Regions from separate parts of the Mus musculus genome. Here region 1 is linked to region 2. The links are chromatin contacts, called in public Hi-C maps. All regions are on one chromosome and are shown on one strand. The core of a region is the stretch at or near the end of the contact, and the rest is flanking DNA. Distances in the headings are between cores, read along the strand shown. Region 1 holds the start of Desi1 (desumoylating isopeptidase 1). Region 2 holds the start of Xpnpep3 (X-prolyl aminopeptidase 3, mitochondrial).

Region 1 (3,719 bases), core at 181-2,680, 620 kb after region 2:
AACCCCAGGGCTTGGAGCATGCCAAGCAGGAACTCTACCAGTGAGTGAGCAACAGCCTCAGTCAGGTATTTGTGTTTTTAACGAACATCCTAGATGATTCTGATGGGAAACCACATTTAGAAACCACTCGCTGCCCCAGGGTTAAAGGATTAGTAAGTTCAACTCAGTGACACATCACAAATGGATGTCCTCAAAACTTGCCTTGCTTCCTTGATCCCTGCCCCTTGTGTTCCTTAAGAAATAGGCCTTCCTCCAATGTCTCCAGGAAACACTATAGCTATTTATTGAATGATGCAAAACTATGTCAGTTTCAATCCCTGAAATCCATTCCTGTCCACCATTACCTGAAATGACAAGCCTGACAAATCCTATATGACAGACATTTTGGTATTTGACTTGAAGTGAAGTTGGACCTACACTGAAGGGCTCTTTTTCTCTCTCAGCATGAAACCATTTGAACTGAGCACAACCGATATCCTCACCGATACAGCATCCGGTCCTCCCCCAGAACTGCTTTCTTACCATCTGGTCAAAAGCAATTAACTGTTGAGCGAAAATTGCATCGTCGGACAGAACGTAATTAGTTCCAAGATCTGGCTCAGGGTGACCTGACTTGACCTAACCTGGAGCCGGCAAGGGCTCAAGCCTTCCACCGCTCTAGCGCTCTCTTCCCATCCACTCCAAGGACTGCAGAGGGAATTTCCTTTTGGCGCGGAGGGCAGTCGCTCCGAGGGACACCAGAGGATCTCGTCTGCAGTGTTGCTTCCACCACCAGGGACACGAGCTGGAGGTATCCTCACTTTCTCTACTTTGAGCTAAAGAAGCAGGGTTCCCTGGCTTCTTGGGGAATCCACCAAGATCAGTCGGCTAGCCCCAGTCTCTAGCTGAAGAGGAGCTTGCTCTCAGCCGGAGCGTGTGTCTCCTTGGCTTAGATCATGAAGCTGGACAGGGGTTCAGGGAATCCCACCTCACTGTCCTTGCCCTAGTGGATCTTTCCTACCACCCATGGGCCCGTCTTCCCCCACCCCCCTCGGTGGATCGCTTCCAGCGGCCACCTGCCTTCTTCCCACTGACCCCGGTCCCCTCACCCAGCATGATGGGGCTGAGCCGGCGGGCCAGGCCCTTGGACAGGTCGTACACGTAGAGCTTCACCGGATAGAGATTTGGCGGCTCCATCAGGACCCGTGGCGGCGGCCACGATGGCCCTCGGGCACCCGGCAGCGGCTTGGACCTTCCGGTACCCGACCGGGGTGGGGAGAAGAGGGAGCGGGGGACCGAGCCGGGGCCCGGCCTGAGGGCGGGGGAGAGGCGGCCCTGCGCTGCTCGCGCCCGGACACCCGCGACCGGCAACGACTACTGTGAGGTGACAGAGAGAGAGATCCCAGAGACTCCGCACGGAACAGGGGGCAGGGGCGGGGACGCACTTTCACGCATGTGCGTTCGGTGCTGACGGGTTTCGGGGGCGGAGCTTCAAGCGAGGGGCGGGGCTTTCTCTGGCCGCAAGCGTTCCAGTTTAGGGAACAGGGGGTGGAAGCGGGAAATGCGAGTGGGCGTGCCCGCTTGAAGGGTCGAAGGGCGTGTTGTGCGTGATGACGCAACGTCGCTGATTGGGCGAGAGACAAGGAGCCCGCGTGGACGTGGTGCCCACCTTCTGCTGTCCCAGTGGCTTGCCCGCCTGCGGTTAAGGTAGGTTCGCCGCACCACATGTGTTGGATGAGGCCTGCCTTGGTGGCTTGCTTGCACGCTTAGTGTCGCGCGACCCCTGGCCTCACCACGGAGCAGCGCTGTCGACCTGCAGGACCTGGGTCATGCTCCTTTCTCCCCAGAAGGCGGAACAGGACTGGTGGTTGAGCCAATCTCTAGCTGAAGGTTGGGGGAGAAATGAAGACGAATGTTTCAGCCAGAGCACCAAGTACCGTCCCAGTCCAGTTGGAGCTCGAGATAGGACCTTCAGTGCTGAGCCGCTATGTTATACCTCGCCCTCACCCCTAGCCATTTTGGTCCTGCAGCATCCTTAAGGGATAGCCAAGGGGAGGTTGTTGCAGCAATGACCCCATGCACATTTCTCTTGCCTCTCCAATGATATGGAGAGCTTTGGAGGAAGCAGGAGCCATCATTCACATTCTTTATTAGTGACCCGAGCATTTAGAACAGATCTAAAGAGAACCCAGAAGTCTGTCTGTCTGTCTCTCTTTTTTTTTCTGGTGTGTGTGGCATAGGTCCGGGTACACTGTAGGAAAGCGCATTACCACAGAGCTACCTGCCTTGGTTTTTTTTTTTTTTTTTTTTTTCATTTAAATTCATAACTTCTCTCACCTAGTGAGCAAACCAACATGTCAGAGTGGGAGTCCTACTACAAAACTGAGGGCGAGGAAGAGGAAGAGGAGGAGGAGAGCCCCGACACAGGTGGTAAGTGGCCTGTGTGGAAGATTTTCGCTGTGTACTTTTTTTTTTGCTGGGAGCACTTTATGTTGTCTGATATCCCTCCCTTTTCTCCTCAGATAATCTAAAATATTTTTTCTCCCTTTGAGTTTTACAGTTATTATTTAGATCCTATTTCACTCTATGAACATTCCTAACCCTATTTTCCTTTTTTTTTTTTTACTAACCACGATAGAGAATTTATTAATCTTCAATAAATGACTCTGTCCATGGTAATATTTGTCACTTTATTTTTTACATATTTTTGATTGTTTAAAAAAATCTACTTATTTTTATTTTATGTATGTGTGTACACCTCTGTACATGTCTGGTGCAAAAGGGAGCCAGAAGAGGGAGTCGGATCTCCTGCTACTAAAGTTATAGGTGGTTGTGAGCCTCCATGTGCATTCTGTGAAGTGAAGCTGGATCGTGTGTGAGAGAGCGTCAAGTATTCTTAACCATTGCTTTAACCACTGAGCAGCCTCCCCAGCTCCTGTTTGTTTCTGAGGCAAGGTCTTATGTAGACCAGGCTGACTTCAAACTCACTCTGTAACTGATGTAGACTTTGAGCTTCTTTTTTTTTTTTTTTTTTTTTTGACTTTGAGCTTCTAATGACTCCTGGGAATCGAGTTAACATAAAAGTGGGTGCATTGGTGGCTATACATCCTGGTCTCTAACTTGCCTCCTGCCTCTTGCCTGGAATCAGCCCAGCTCCAGGCTTGCACTAGGAAACCTCCCTCATGGTGTAAGAGACTCCCAGGGGCTGGAGAGATGGCTCAGTGGTTGAGAGCACTGGCTGTTCTTCTAGAGGACCTGGGTTCTAATTCTAGCATCCCCATGGTGGTTCACAACCATCTATAGCTCTATTTCCAGGGGACCTAATGCACTTTTCTGATCTCTGAGAGTAACAAGCACACACATGGTTTTACATTCATATATATGCAAGCAAAACTTTCACACACAAAATAAAATGAATACATTAATAATTTTTTTTCCAGACAGGGTTTCTCTTTGTAGCCCTAGCTGTCCTAGAACTCACTCTGTAGACTAGCCTGGCCTCGAAGTAAGTTCTTCTAGAGGACCTGGGTTCTAATTCTAGCATCCCCATGGTGGTTCACAACCATCTATAGCTCTATTTCCAGGGGACCTAATGCACTTTTCTGATCTCTGAGAGTAACAAGCACACACATGGTTTTACATTCATATATATGCAAGCAAAACTTTCACACACAAAATAAAATGAATACATTAATAATTTTTTTTCCAGACAGGGTTTCTCTTTGTAGCCCTAGCTGTCC
Region 2 (3,610 bases), core at 28-2,527:
ACAAAAAGGAGAAACCAATTCCCCAGTAATACTGTTTCCCAGCAGCTGGCACAACAATCATAGTACGCAGGCGAAATACTCTCCAGTTAGTCCTGCAAGCACACTGGTCTTTGAAGGAAAAAAAAAAATTCCTAAAGTAGCTGAAGTGACAGCGCTACAACTAACGTGGGTATAAATAATTCCCAACAAAATTCCATGCAATTAAAATCGTTGTAAGGCCAAGTACAGATAACTGAAGTTATAGAATAAATAAGTTACCACTATTAATATTTTAAACGACACATGGGTCAATGCGACTTAAACAAGACGCCAGGTTCAAGAAAAACAATCCCTTAGTAAAAGCTTTGTCTTCGTTCGCGCATTATTTCCACTGCTCAAATATTCACAACCCAAACACACCCCCATAAAGACTTAACTGCGGGGGGTGGGGGGGAACCAACTCTAACCTCTGCTTTTCCACCCCTAAGTTGCCCAACGCTCCAGATCCCTCCGAGAACCTCTCGAAGCCACTAAGAGCCACGAAGGGGCCTAGAACCGCTCCCCTCCTCCCTACGCCAGCTCGGGGCCCACTCCCCAACCCCCAACTTTCCGTCCCCAACGGTCCACGGGGCCCAGGGCTCTCACCTCTCCACCCACTCCCTCAGGAAGCGCATTTCCTCGGTGTGCAGGACGCTCGGGTCCTGCCTACACATCTTCACGAAGGCCCGAAGCTCGCTCACTTTGCGGGGATCCATGGTGGGAGGCTGGAAGCTGAAGGCGGTGGGCGGCTGCGGAGGCACGATGCCAGGCCCGGGAGCGGCTCAACGTGACCAAGTGGAAGGGGGCGGCTGCCGCGAGGCAGAACAGACTAGAACCTCCCCGGCCGCTGGCTCCTCCCCCCCAACGGCCTCGTGACCCCGGGCCTTCGCTCGCTCATTCCCACTCCTACCTCTGGACCTGTGCTCCGCCTAGAACCTTCTAGAAGTGTAGCTGCCCGTGACAATGCCTGCTTCGATCGGCGAACAGTCTCACTCGGATTCTTTCCTCTGACCTAATTCCCCGGGATGGATGAAGGACCTTGTGTCTGTGCGCTTTCAAGCGGGACATAGGGAGACATTTGGAATAAGATATTTCTTCTGTGAAGATGGGCATTAAGCAGAACGAGACGCCGCATGGAGGAGGGGGGAAAATAAATAAATGCCCGTGGGGCCGGCGCGCCCAAAACCTAGCCGAGTGACGTCACTGCTCTGCGCCGCCCCGGGAAGAAAGCCCGCGAGCCGCGCCTGCCGGAAGGGGCCGAGCAGTTGACTGGTTTCCTGGCGACGCGGCTGTGCTAGTGGCTTTCCCCAGAGTTTGTACTTTTCCTGACCAGTGGTTACAGGCCATGCCGTCTCTGCTCTCAACCCCCAAGCTGGCTCCCGTTCTAGCAAGGCTCCGCGGCCTCTCAGGTTAGAGTCTTTCCTGCCGGCGTCCCCTTCAGGTTCTTCCTTTGGAGAAAGCCTAAAGCAGCCCAAAGAGCTACAAGTTGATGATCCGTGGTTCTTCACCAATCGGCACCTGATCCCCCCTCACCACCCACGGATTTTTCTTTTGATCGATTGCTCTGGGAAAGAGTGGGCTTTAGGTTCTGTTATTCTGGGAAAGCTGGAGTGACTGAAGAGGAGGGAACTCCAAGGGATTGTCTTCAAAGTTACTCGAATTCTAAATTGGTAGCTTTTATCATCACACTTGACTAAATTGTTTAATGTCAAGTAGCGTGTGTGTGTGTGTTAGGTCAGGGTAAATCTTTCGCCTTTTCATAGGTTTCATCGGAGAGCTAGCTCAAAAGATAGAGCCGGGCTGTGGTGGCGCACGCCTTTAATCCCAGCACTTGGGAGGCAGAGGCAGGCGGATTTCTGAGTTCGAGGCCAGCCTGATCCAAATACAGAGTGAGTTCCAGGACAGCCAGGACTATACAGAGAAACCCTGTCTCGAAAAGAGAGAGAGAGAGAGAGAGAGAGAGAGAAAGAGAGAGAAGAAACACGTCTAGAAACAAATGCTTTGTGCAATTCAGTTTGTAAAGAACTAAGCGAGGGACGTGCCTAAGTCTTACATAAACAGTCAAGGTGATAGAGCACGGAGAATGTGAACCCTCCGTGTACAATATGGTGAGCAATTAACCTAACATAAAATTTTATACTGGAGAGTGAGTCACCTACTTTGTAAGGAGACCTAATGTTGGATTATACTTCAGACGAGGTGTGCAAAATCTGAACCAGAAAATAGGGTATTTGACATTAAAATTGATCTTGATATTTGCATGTGATACTTGGATTCGCTATTTAAAACTGCACCATTGCACGGAGCCTATTCTGTAATCCTGGTAGTTAAGATGTGCCTTTAACGGAAATGAATGAAAATGTGGCAGGCCACAGACTGTGACTAGACTAGAACCAGCTTTTTGTTTCGGATCGTTGACTTTCTTGTAGCTTCGTGTAAATCCTGACTTGATCCAGCTTTAGGACTAAAACACATTAAAAAAATCTAGTAAATATATTATAGTTTGTTTCTGAGGAAAAGTAAGTTCAGCATCTTGTTATATTACCACTAAATGGTTTGCGGTTTTTTTAGCTTCAATGAAGGAGTGACATTGAATCTTTACCACTGAGGGACTGAGGGACTGAAACACAGTTAAGCCAGATGTTTGTTATGTGATTGTGTCCAGTCTTTTATACCAATTCTTTGTCTTAATTCTGCTCGGTAGAATCCTTTTGCAACTTCTCATTTCATGAGCCGGAAAGTGCAGTTTCACCCAGGAACTTTTTGAGTTAGCTATTGAGGGTGCATCTCTACTTCACCCCAGTTGCTTACAGTCAAAGGGGAGGCAGACAAGCCACCAATGACATTACAGCTGAGTGGTTATAGTCTCAATCCAGCTGATAAGAGAACACAGCAAAGAAGAGAGGAATGCATTTTTTTTTAATTTTTTTTACATTTTAGTTATTGTTATCCTTGGAGTTTAGGTTTTGAGTCTCATAAATAGGACTTGAAATATGTGGTTTTTGGTTACTCCTTTCTTTAAAAAATATATACTTTTTTTTTTATTGAGACTTCCATACAATGTAGTTTAATCATTCACTCCTCTCAGAACTTACCTAGCCAACTACATGTAGTTGCCTTTCTTTAGAAAGCCTCTAGAGCAGTGGTTCTCAACCTTCCTAACCTGCAGCCCCTTAATACAGCTCATGCTGTGGTGACCCCAGCCATAAAATTACTTTCTTTTCTACTTCATAACTGTAATTTTGTTACTATTGTGAATTGTAATATAAATAGCCAGTGTACAGGATTTAAAGATCCTGGCCTGCTGTGAAAGGGTTGTTCAACCCCCACTGGGGGGGGGGGGTGTTGTGACCCACAGGTTGACAGGTGCTGCTCTAACTACCATAAGAAATCAGGTATGGTGGTGAACACTTTTAAAGCCCAACACTAGGGAGGTGTCTTAGTCAGGGTTTGTATTCCTGCACAAAACATCGAGAAGCAAGTTTGGGAGGAAAGGGTTTATTCAGCTTACATTTCCACATTGCTGTTTATCACCAAAGGAAGTCAGGACAGGAACTCACACAGGGCAGAAACTTGGAGGCAGGAGCTGATG

The links. A called contact is a pair of places that touch in the nucleus more often than the background predicts.
Region 1: a Hi-C map of B cells shows a contact between it and region 2, with 17 read pairs. The contact joins the promoter of Desi1 here to the promoter of Xpnpep3 in region 2. A contact is called at or near these places in 1 of 484 Hi-C or Micro-C datasets (B cells) and 2 of 9 other capture datasets (liver and pancreatic islet).

What each region holds. Positions count from the first base shown.
Region 1 is chr15:82,014,790-82,018,508 of GRCm38.p6, forward strand. Desi1 (desumoylating isopeptidase 1) reads right to left here and starts at 1,431. Exons shown (of 6, transcript NM_134095.3): 1 at 1,089-1,431. The coding sequence starts at 1,176. It overlaps Xrcc6 (X-ray repair complementing defective repair in Chinese hamster cells 6), which reads left to right and starts at 1,580. Exons shown (of 13, transcript NM_010247.2): 1 at 1,580-1,686; 2 at 2,321-2,409. The coding sequence starts at 2,334.
Region 2 is chr15:81,398,861-81,402,470 of GRCm38.p6, forward strand. It overlaps Xpnpep3 (X-prolyl aminopeptidase 3, mitochondrial), which reads left to right and starts at 1,278. Exons shown (of 10, transcript NM_001347075.1): 1 at 1,278-1,427. The coding sequence starts at 1,364. It overlaps St13 (suppression of tumorigenicity 13), which reads right to left and starts at 834. Exons shown (of 12, transcript NM_133726.2): 1 at 625-834. The coding sequence starts at 734.